Regions from separate parts of the Hordeum vulgare genome. Here all the other regions are linked to region 3. A link is a contact called in public Hi-C data. All regions are on one chromosome and are shown on one strand. The core of a region is the stretch at or near the end of the contact, and the rest is flanking DNA. Distances in the headings are between cores, read along the strand shown.

Evidence for each region. A called contact is a pair of places that touch in the nucleus more often than the background predicts.
Region 1: a Hi-C map of leaf shows a contact between it and region 3, with 4 times the contacts expected there. The contact joins the promoter of LOC123426015 here to the promoter of LOC123426006 in region 3. A contact is called at or near these places in 2 of 6 Hi-C or Micro-C datasets (leaf and seedling) and 1 of 1 datasets of contacts at active chromatin or transcription factors (embryo).
Region 2: a Hi-C map of seedling shows a contact between it and region 3, with 4 times the contacts expected there. The contact joins the promoter of LOC123426032 here to the promoter of LOC123426006 in region 3. A contact is called at or near these places in 2 of 6 Hi-C or Micro-C datasets (leaf and seedling).

What each region holds. Positions count from the first base shown.
Region 1 is chr1H:94,495,987-94,499,412 of MorexV3_pseudomolecules_assembly, forward strand. LOC123426015 (heparan-alpha-glucosaminide N-acetyltransferase-like) reads left to right here and starts at 2,111. Exons shown (of 13, transcript XM_045109797.1): 1 at 2,111-2,340; 2 at 2,435-2,572. The coding sequence starts at 2,143. TRNAT-AGU (a tRNA gene) reads right to left here and starts at 2,026; the gene lies at 1,953-2,026.
Region 2 is chr1H:94,676,817-94,680,075 of MorexV3_pseudomolecules_assembly, forward strand. LOC123426032 (protein disulfide isomerase-like 2-1) reads right to left here and starts at 1,594. Exons shown (of 11, transcript XM_045109817.1): 1 at 1,381-1,594; 2 at 505-589; 3 at 232-329; 4 at 94-149. The coding sequence starts at 1,556.
Region 3 is chr1H:93,941,405-93,945,015 of MorexV3_pseudomolecules_assembly, forward strand. LOC123426006 (importin subunit alpha-1b) reads right to left here and starts at 2,021. Exons shown (of 11, transcript XM_045109787.1): 1 at 1,688-2,021; 2 at 1,486-1,582; 3 at 800-891; 4 at 574-705; 5 at 302-487; 6 at 55-218. The coding sequence starts at 1,915.

The DNA.
Region 1 (3,426 bases), core at 861-3,360, 550 kb after region 3:
AAAATAAAGAAAGGATTTTGGAATCCTATTCATTCATTAGTCATTAGTGGTAACATCAGAGCGAATATCTTAGTTTTAGTGAAATATACAGTTTAAACTCATGTTAGATGAGTGTAAAAATATCACCCATTAGAGAGAGTACAAGCTACATGTTGACTTACCATGAGACCGTGTGTGTATGGGATTGTAGTTTATTGTCCTCACCCTCGGTTTATATTGATATCGGGGGTGCCTAGGGTTTACACATAAGCCAGTTACATCTAGGGGCAATCATAACGACGACCTATAGTTCTTGGAGTATGCATCAAGTCTTCGAAAGATACCTAGCTTGGCGCTCCTGGGCACAACGAACGTAGCACAATGGTTGGTATGACCCATATGGCCGAGAGCGGACGTGGCAAGCACCCCTAGTCTAGGACAGCATCACTTGTCTGGCCAGATTACCCTATTGATGGATCTGTCAAAAAAAATACTCCGACGACATGCATACTTAAAAGGGAGAAAAAATAATAGAATCCAATCATGTTAGGGTCCTACTAACAAAAGTGAAATAAAGATAATTGCTCCTCCCACTAGGCGCCCTTACTCACCAACATATATCTCAATGTGCTATTATATATAAGGGCATTGTGTAATCGCAATTACCATTGAATTTGAGTGATGCACATAGAAAGGATGGTAACAACTTCCACACGCAATAACATATCAATTTATGTGTTTATCTGGATGTTCATCACTAATATAATCAATGAAGAATGTCATCCAATCGAAACAATGAAAATCCAACCTATACTTCGACGTTTTCATAATGCATGAAACTCTATACAATCATTTCTTTTAGAAAGGAGATAATAATTCATAAAAGGTTTCTACACAGAATGAACCAACAATAGTTCGAGCTTGGAGTGCCAATAGATTTAATGTGGGTAAAATTAAGTAATAATCTTTTTAGTGATTTCCTAATGGCATGATATTTGAAGAAGGCATACATATCGAAGAAGGAGAAAAAAACGGATAGACTACTATATGGTCATGGTAAAGAACTAAAGTACTTTAGATGCTTCTAAGGTTGTGGGTAAAATGAATTAATGATGTTTTAGCTGTTTTTTAAATTTCTGAAGAAGGCATAGATATTGAGAAAAAAATTGAGATCGATTACTCCATGGTTGTGCTAAAAATACTAAAATGAAGAACCATAGATATTGAAAAAAGGAGAAAAAAGAGATCAGTTACTCTATGTTTGTGCTAATTTTTTAAAATAGCTCAGATGCTTGCCAGCTAGTCATAAAACGGTTTAATGATATTTGAATGTTTTTCGAATGGCATGAATCTGAAGAAGCATAGGTATTCAAAGAAAAGAGAAAGAAAAAGAAATTATCTACTCTATGTTTGTCCTAAAAAATAATGAAATAGTTTAGATGCTTGCCAACTTGTCGGTAAAACGGTATAATAATATTTGAATGTTTTCCTAATGGCGCGAATATGGAGAAGCATAGGTATTCAAAGAAAAGAAAAAGAGATCAACTACTCTATGTTTGTTCTAAAAAAATAATGAAATAGTTTAGATGCTTCCCAGCTTGTCGGTAAAAAGGATAAATGATATTTGAATGTTTTTCTAATGGCATGAATTTGAAAAAAAATAGATATTGAAAAAAAAGAAGAAAAAAAATCAACTACTCCATGCTTGTGCTAAAAAGTAATGAAATACCTTACATGGTAAACAAATGATCAAGGTAAAACAGATTAATGTTTTAATGTTTAGGTAATGGCTTGAATTTGAAGAAGGCATATATATATTGAAAAGGGAGTAGAAGAAAATCAAACCAGCTATGCCAGGGTCGTACTGACGAAACTGAAAAGAAAAAAAAAATGTTCTTGTTGAACAAAACCGAAAGAAAAATGCTATTGCCAGGGTCGTACTGACGAAACTGAAAGAAAAATTAAAATAGAAATGCTCTCGTTGAGAGTTGAACTCAAGACCTCCCGCTTACTAAACGGGTGCTCTAACCAACTGAGCTACGAGAGCTACTGTGATTATAATTGTTTACTATAAAATACACTGAATCAAATCTATTAGTCCGGTCTTCCACAACACTCTGCAATACACTACTCCGCATACGACAGCAGCAGGAGATCCCAAAAATGGACGCCACCGTGGTCGCCGTCGCCAGCGATGGAGATGACGGCGACCGCCGCCGCCCCCTCCTCGATACCGGAGAAGAGATCCTCCCATACCCCGTATCCCCTTTGCCGCAGCCGCCGGGGGCGGATGCGAAGCCCGGGCAGCAGAAGCCGCAGCGGGTGGCCTCGCTCGACGTGTTCCGCGGCCTCACCGTCGCCGTCAGTAGAACCCTAACCTCTTCGGATCTTCCCACAGGCTTGTCTGTTTCTCTTCGTATTCGCGTGCCAATCGTGTTTGCTTGCGCTCGCTCAGATGATGATACTCGTGGACGACGCCGGCGGGGCGTGGCCGGGGATAAACCACGCGCCGTGGTTGGGGGTGACGGTGGCGGACTTCGTCATGCCGGCCTTCCTCTTCATCATCGGCGTCTCCGCGGCCCTCGTCTTTAAGGTATACTGAATTACTGTCCGGAATTATTTGTCATAGAAATAAATGTATTTAGACGTATTTTAGATCTGGATTTTCTTTTTATTTTGATGAAAGTAATTCTGGACGGAGGGAGGGAGTAGTTACTACTGTCTACTATAGACGATGTAGTATAACCATCCTAACAACCAAATGGTCGTGCTATATGAAAATAACCAAATGGTCGGGACTTAGAGACTGGGGAATGGTTCGGTGCTTGCTAGATTTTTCATTTGCCCTAATCTTGGGCGTCTTCAACTGTTACTAACCTACAGAATGTTATGCACCTGTTGTACCTTATCTTAAGCAACGGCTGATATGTTTGTAGCGTGGAGGTACTTAAGTGCCTCCTAACCATACTGCAACTTCTCTAAAATGAAGTTTGAGGATCTGTTTTGCCATTTTCATGGATGCCGGACCCTTGTAAAACCTTTACGGAGCAAAAAATGTTCAGTTTGGCTACCATTTGCCTTGAAAGTTTGCTTAAGCCTTTTATAAGTGTGCGGACCATTTTGATCATCAGATAACTATGATTTCAAAGTAGGAAACTGGGAATCAACGGTTCGTTGTAGAAGTTGCACTAGTGAGATCATGGATTGTACGCACGAAAAAAAAAGAAGAGAAAAGAGATGAAAGATTCTCATGGCCAAATTGTTGTAAACCTTAGTAGGGTCTGTTGAGTTTGTCTAACATTTCTTTAACCTTTCATTCCTAGCTTCTATACCAAGTACTATATTATAATTGTTAAGATTCATGCACTAGCCAACGCAACCAAAAGTGCGAACTATGGGAGAGGGACGGACATTGCTCCCCAACACTCCCCCTCGTGTCTTCCTCTT
Region 2 (3,259 bases), core at 344-2,843, 730 kb after region 3:
CCATTAAATGGTCATCAAAGAGACCCGACTGAGTGGAAACCCACTAAAACAGCATGGCTGGAAAATGTACTACCACCACAAAATGGAGTTTACCTGCTTCAGAGTTAACATATTCTGTAAGGGCTTCAGCAGTGCGTTGACCCTCATACCTAAACAATGAGTTCAACATTAAGTTTTCTGATTTTATTTTATAACAAGTGAATTGATCAAAACCAAAGTGTGCATTCTCACTTCTTGGGCTCCAAAGAACCTTTGGGAAACCACTGGATTGTGGGGTAGCCAGAAACTCCATACTTACTGCACACACTCTTGTGCTCATCGCAGTCAACCTGGATAGAGAGAAACTTAGTAAATATACCATAACAAACACTATGCAATTTAGAGGCAAATAACAGTATTATGTTATATGTTATAATACTCCACAATTGTTGATTATACTCTGTAACATCATGATAGGCAAATAACAGTTAATGTACAAAACACTTTCAAAAGCACAAGATTTACCTTGGCAATCAAGACTGATTTAGCTTTCTTAAAGCTTGCAGCAAGCTTCTCATATTCTGGAGCAAGCTTCTTGCAGTGGCCACACCTATAAAACAGAAAACAATCATCAAATAATTTAACCAAAGAGTAGGAAAGTACAGTCATCGAAGAAGGAACTAGTTTCTACAAACAAGATAATAAATATGAGACTAACAGAAATAGTAGGCATGATTTTAATGCAATTGCCTCCGACCAATTAGGATTGGTTCGTATATTGATAAACATTCTACATCCAGAACAACCCACCAAATATCTAACAACATCAAAGATCAGCCTTAAAGTGAACGCTCTACTCACTATTACAATGAGCGTGTAAGCCTATTTTCAAAGGTATAGTAAAATCACCACAACATAAGATTTGATCCAAATCTCCTACAAGTAGACCGTTTCTACTCTCGTGCCCAGATTTTTTTTTCTTCCAACAATAGTGAATCTGAGATCCAAAGACCGAGATCCGAATTGCAGCAAAATTCTCAACAGGCTAATACCAATTCCAATTCTAGTGCACGTCAAAAGGAGATGAAAACAGTTCAGCCTGCCAGCGTGAACAAGGCAGATCGTTTGTTTTAGCTAAAGATCCCGATATTTTCCCACTTCAACGGGAGGTCAGTCCAGTAGCATCTAGACTGCTCGACTCCGGGCTACAATTTCGCTACGATCCGTTCCAGCGGCAACCTGGGCACGATCCCATCAGAGATCCGAGGTCTGCGACCAGTGGAGTAAGCAAAGCAGCCACTGATCCAGATCCATGCGGCGCACGCGCAGGTCAAACTACACGAGAACGTCGTGATACGAGGAGGTAAGGAGGGCAAGGGAGGGATGCGGCGGGCCACGGACCAGGGAGCGTAGAACTCGACGAGCGCACCACGATCCTGGCCAACCTCCTTCTCGAAGGTGGACTCCGTGAGGGCGAGCACCTCGTCGCCTTCGGCGGCGGCTGGGTAGAGCGCCGCGGCGGCGAGCAGGAGCAGGACGGCGAGGAGGGTTTTGCGGTAGATCTGAGGGGTCGCCATGATCTGTTTTGCTGCGAGCTCGGGTGACCCGGGTGAGCAGGTTAATATATGGTTGGCACCTGTCCGTCTTGCACTAGTAGTTTTCTTCTTTTTTTTTGAAACCATTCTTGCACTAGTAGTTGGTGGGCCAGCGACGGGCCCGATTGGATAGAAGGATATAATTTCAAATCTTGTTTATTTTTTAAAGCATTTAATTTTCAAGTGTCCCTAAAAACTATCGAAAAAGGCTTTAGTCAGACTTTATAAATAAGGCAAACCACCACAGCCACAAAATTCGAACAAGAACAGATCCAAACACACACAACATAAATACGGGAGGGTTCTCCTCATGACACAACTCAACAAAGCCCTAACAAAAAAAAGGGCGGACATGGCGTAAAGCGAAGGGGCTAATCCGGCTCAGGTGGTGGAGAAGGAAGCGACGACGCCAAGCGAAGGGCCATCGCCCGGAGATCAGCAATGAATGAGTTGACGGCGTCCTCGTCCTGGGTGCGACTAGGCGGCCGCGAGAGCTGCAAGTAACCACACATTTTAAACACGACATCAGCCACGCAGCGAAGAACATGTTGAATCACAAGCTTATCACAAACCGTCCACGATGTCTAAACGAGGACCCCAATAACCAGCCACCTAGTGTGGTATCCCGCGGAGGGGGAGGCCTGGATCTCGGTGAAAAGGTCAGGAAATTTGGTGTTACACCAACAGTCACCGATGGCCTCGCGGAGGGAGGACCAGAGGAACTGGGCGGTCATGCACGCAAAGAATATGTGGTTGGAGTCCTCAATTGTCCCACATAGGAGGCACATCCACTACAGAGGGGGTCCTATCGTGGATCCACTGCCACATGAAGATCCCAATCTTCAGAGGAAGCCTGATCGACGAGATCAACTCAAAGGGCTCCGAGGGTGGGGTGGCCACGATGGACCGGTATAGAGACTTCGTTCTCCCAAAGGCTCTAGATGCGAGCAGGTGTGATCATCAATCTGGTTTACTTCGGTTCGTGGAGAGCTAATGTGTCAAGGAGTTCGTGCCATGCGATGGTGTTCGGGGGCCTGATACGTCTCCAACGTATCTATAATTTTTTATGGTTTCATGCTATTATCTTGTCAAACTTTGGATGTTTTGTATGCCTTTTATATCTTTTTTGGGACTAACTTATTAACTCGATGCCAAGTGCCAGTTCCTGTTTTTTTCGTGTTTTTGATCCTTTTCATAGGAGAATATTAAACGGAGTCCAAACGGAATAAATCCTCCGAAAAGAATTTTTTCCGGAACAGAAGATACACAGGAAGCTTGAGAACCAAGGTAGAGGGCACCAGGGGAGGCCACAAGCCCCCTAGGCGCGACACGGGGGCCCGCGCCTAGCAGGCTCGTGGGCCCCCTGTGGCTCCTCTGCCCTACTTCTTCCGCCTATAAATCCCCAAAAAATCCAAAACCACGAGAGAGATCCACGAAAATACTTTTCCGCCGCCGCAAGCTTCTGTCTCCGCAAGATCCCATCTGGGGCACGTTCTGGTGCCCTGTCTGAGGGGGGATTCGGATACGGAGGGCTTCTTCATCAACACCATTGCCTCTCCGATGATGCGTGAGTAGTTCACCATATACCTTCGGGTCTATAGCTAGTAGCTAGATGGCTTCTTCTCTCTCTTGGATCTTCAATACAAAGTTCTCCATGATCTTCATGGAGATCTATCCGATGTAAT
Region 3 (3,611 bases), core at 771-3,270:
CAACCATGTGTATGTGTAGCCGAGGGAAAAGGTGAACATGAAAAATGCTCTTACAAGAGAAGCTCCACAAGCCGAGGAAAAACGCCAGATTCAATCACAGATTGGATCTTGTCATTAGTTCCATCAGACAGGTACGAGAGAGCCCAGCAGGCATCAGTGAGCACCTCCTCGTCCTGAGAGTGGATAAGGCGCTGCAGTGCTGAGAGAGCCGGTTTGACCTGCCCAGGCGCAAACATATCAACTCATAAGCATCATTTTTTACAGCAAATTCAATCAATGAGAGAACTTCCCAGAATTAAACCTGTTCAAAGTTTGGCTGTGGTTTCCCACGGCAGAAGTTGGAGAGTGTCCATGTGGCATTCCTGAGCATTGAGAGCTTGGCATGCTCATTGAGCTGCTGCAACAATGGGTACAGTCCACCACTTCCAAGCACAAGGTCACGGCACTTTGGAGAGTCACCGGCAACATTCCCCAGAGCCCAAACAGCCTAAAAATAGAAATATGAGACATACAACATTAGCATAATGCCGTAAAGCCTCTGAAAGTAAAAATTCTCCTGAGTTGTTCTCATGCCTGTTCGCGGACATCCTCACTAGGAGAGCTGAGTAGCTTGACAAAGATGGGCACAGCACCGAACTCAACAACCACTTTGGTGTTGTCTGATGTGCCTGACGCGATGTTGGTGAGCGCCCATGCGGCCTCAAACTGTAACAGAAAAAAAATAGGTAAACATGTGCCACTTTTTAAGTGATTAAATGCAACTACAATCAAATTAACATAACATTAGGATTGTTGTCACCTGGAGTTGGGGATAGTCCTCCCGTGTGAGGAACTCAATGAAGCGAGGCACCACGCCTGTGTTGATCACTTCCTCAATTGGAGGGCTTCGTTCTACAAACATTGAGCAACATATCAGCAGGTGAACTTGACACAATTTTGAATTAGAAGCAGGTACGACCTTTTCTCAAACAAAAAAAATGAACTGATTGTAAATTAATCAGTGTTGAACATTTAACAGATGGTGTATGCCAAAAAAACAAGCATCCATTGTTTCCCTAGTTATTATTGTCATAAGCATTGCAGGATCACGTTATTGAAACAATGTTACCTAGATCAACAAACAGTTGACTCAAAAGATCAGCAGAAAATTGATTTAAAAAGGCAACAGTTAGATCGATCACTATGAGTAGTAGTAACATTAGATACGGTGCAGGAGCATCCAAAAGATGAATGGAATTGACATGTTCAGTGAATTTCAAATCTCAGAAAGTGGCATGGGGACAAGTAATTGAGTTGCCCCCACCTAATACACAAGTATACAAGACCTATACGCGTTGTTTAGCCACGAGCGAATCTAGAACTGGTGGACCTCTCGCGTTATTAATCCACGATTTCGCCAGAAACAATCCTAATTTCATCCCGTATAGTTCAACTAGGGCAAAAATAATCTCGAGAGACATCAGCAGATGTAAATTCAAGTCTCACCGATGGAGAGCAGCTTCCGGAACTGGGTGGTGGCCTCGAGCTGCACGGTGTTGTCGTCCGAGAGAACCGCCTGCACCATCGCCGGCAAGCCCTCCAGCTGCACGCGAACACAGATCCGAACTGGTCAGATCGAGAATCCCCAACCCGAGCCCTGACGAATAGGTCAGATCGAGAGAGGAAAAACGAGCCACGGGGTGCGTACCTTCTGCTGGAGAGCCGAGGAGTGGCCCATCTGCGGCGCGCCGCCGGCGGCGGACGCGGCGCCGGCCGGGAACCCGTCGCGGCGCTTCTTCTGAAGGTTGGCGTCGCGCTGGTTCTTCCGGATCTCCACCATCTGATCCTCCCGCCTGCGCCGCCCGTCCTCCGCATCGACGGACGCCTTGTAACGGCTGCGCCGCACCTCGGCCCGCTCGTTGGGCCGCAGCGACATCGTCGGAGAACCCTCGAACGAAACCCTAGGGGGGAGTGGGGGGGTGCGCACGCACGATGCGGTTGGGCTCGATTCGAAAAGGGGGAACGGGAGGGGGAGATGTGTGGGCGAGGTGGGGTGCTTTTATAGGTGCTCAAGGGGAGGCACCGAAGGAAAAGTTGGGAGTATGACGGTGGTTGAGAGCTGGATGTACACGGTATCGCAAGGGTACATATGGAAATAGTTGTGCATATTTGAATTTTGAATGTCCGGAGTACTTGGCTCGCAAGTTTGCGGTACTATTTGTTCTTTTTATGACGGTTACGGGTACTTGCTGGTTTTGCGGGGATTCTAACTCACCACATGCTCCAATTTTCTTTCAACGGCATTAACATCAAAACCTAAAATTCAAATGATTTGTCTCTCAAGCTATTAACTTGAGTCATGATATGTTTTTCTAGTTGAGCTTGCACAAGTGCTTCAAAATGGATACCTATGTTCCAAAGTACTCCATCCGTCCGGAAATACTTGTCGAGAAATGAATGTACTACTAATATATTTGGTTATACGTGATTCAACCCCGCAAAAAAGTTATAAGTATAACAATTGTTGGCACGAGAGAGGGGAGCTAAGGCGATCGCAAAACCCTAGCCACCTCCCACCGCCTAACCCTCTCGTCGTTGGCGACCAAAGCCTAAGCGGCTCCGACACCGACGTGGAGGACCGATCCAGGGGTGGCTTGTTGGGGATAAGGATGGCAATGGGTATGGTATGAGCAGGGTAGAGCAATACCATACACATACTCGTATGGTTAATGAGTATAAAATTCTACCCATACCTATACCCACGGATATAAAACTTTATCCATACCCATACCTGACGATTACCTGTGCCCATTGGATACCCAACGGGTAGAACAAATAGTACACAAATTGTTCCCAATTTTACACTCACTAATAGCACATTTGACACAAAATTGAATTATCTTGGCTCGACAAGAGGTAGATGAGTACATGACCATGAGCAAAACTGAAAAACCACAACATACTCATAAGTTAATAGGAGTAGATGAGTCACATGACAAATTAGTGATTAATTGGCGATAACATAACATTACTTCACAAATGGGTAGGGTATGGGCATACCCATGGGTACGAGGCTATACCCGTACCCTACCCATGATTTAATAGGAAGGGTATGGGTACTACCCATGGGTATAAAAGTGTGCTCATACCCTGCCCATGTGGGTACGATACCCACGGGTACCCGTACCCATGGGTAAAATTGCCATCCTTAGTTGGGGACAGCTTTGAAGACTTGGTTGTTGTTGTTGGAGAAGGGGGTGAGGGCTTGAATCTCTGTCAGGCGGTGCCCGACGGTGGTGTTGGTGAATCCGGAGGTGGGCGAAAGAATCCAGTGCGAGGACCTTCTACGGCAGACCGATCTGGCTCGGACACGAAAGAAGATGGCGCCGATGGACCCTGGACGGCGGCGAGTTCAATCTTAGATCCGAACTTGGCGTTCAACGGCATGGGAGAATTTTCTCAAGTGTTCTTTATAGTGCATTCATGTCTGTTAAGGACGATGGCGGTAGCGCTTTCCTTATTTAGTAAATTTCCTTCCTCGCACAATCCTTCTTCTATGGGCGATGCTCTGCGCCGGCGAGCTGGCCGAAAGATTCGGCCGGCCGCGCGCGGGCCGCCCGATCTGCCAGTTG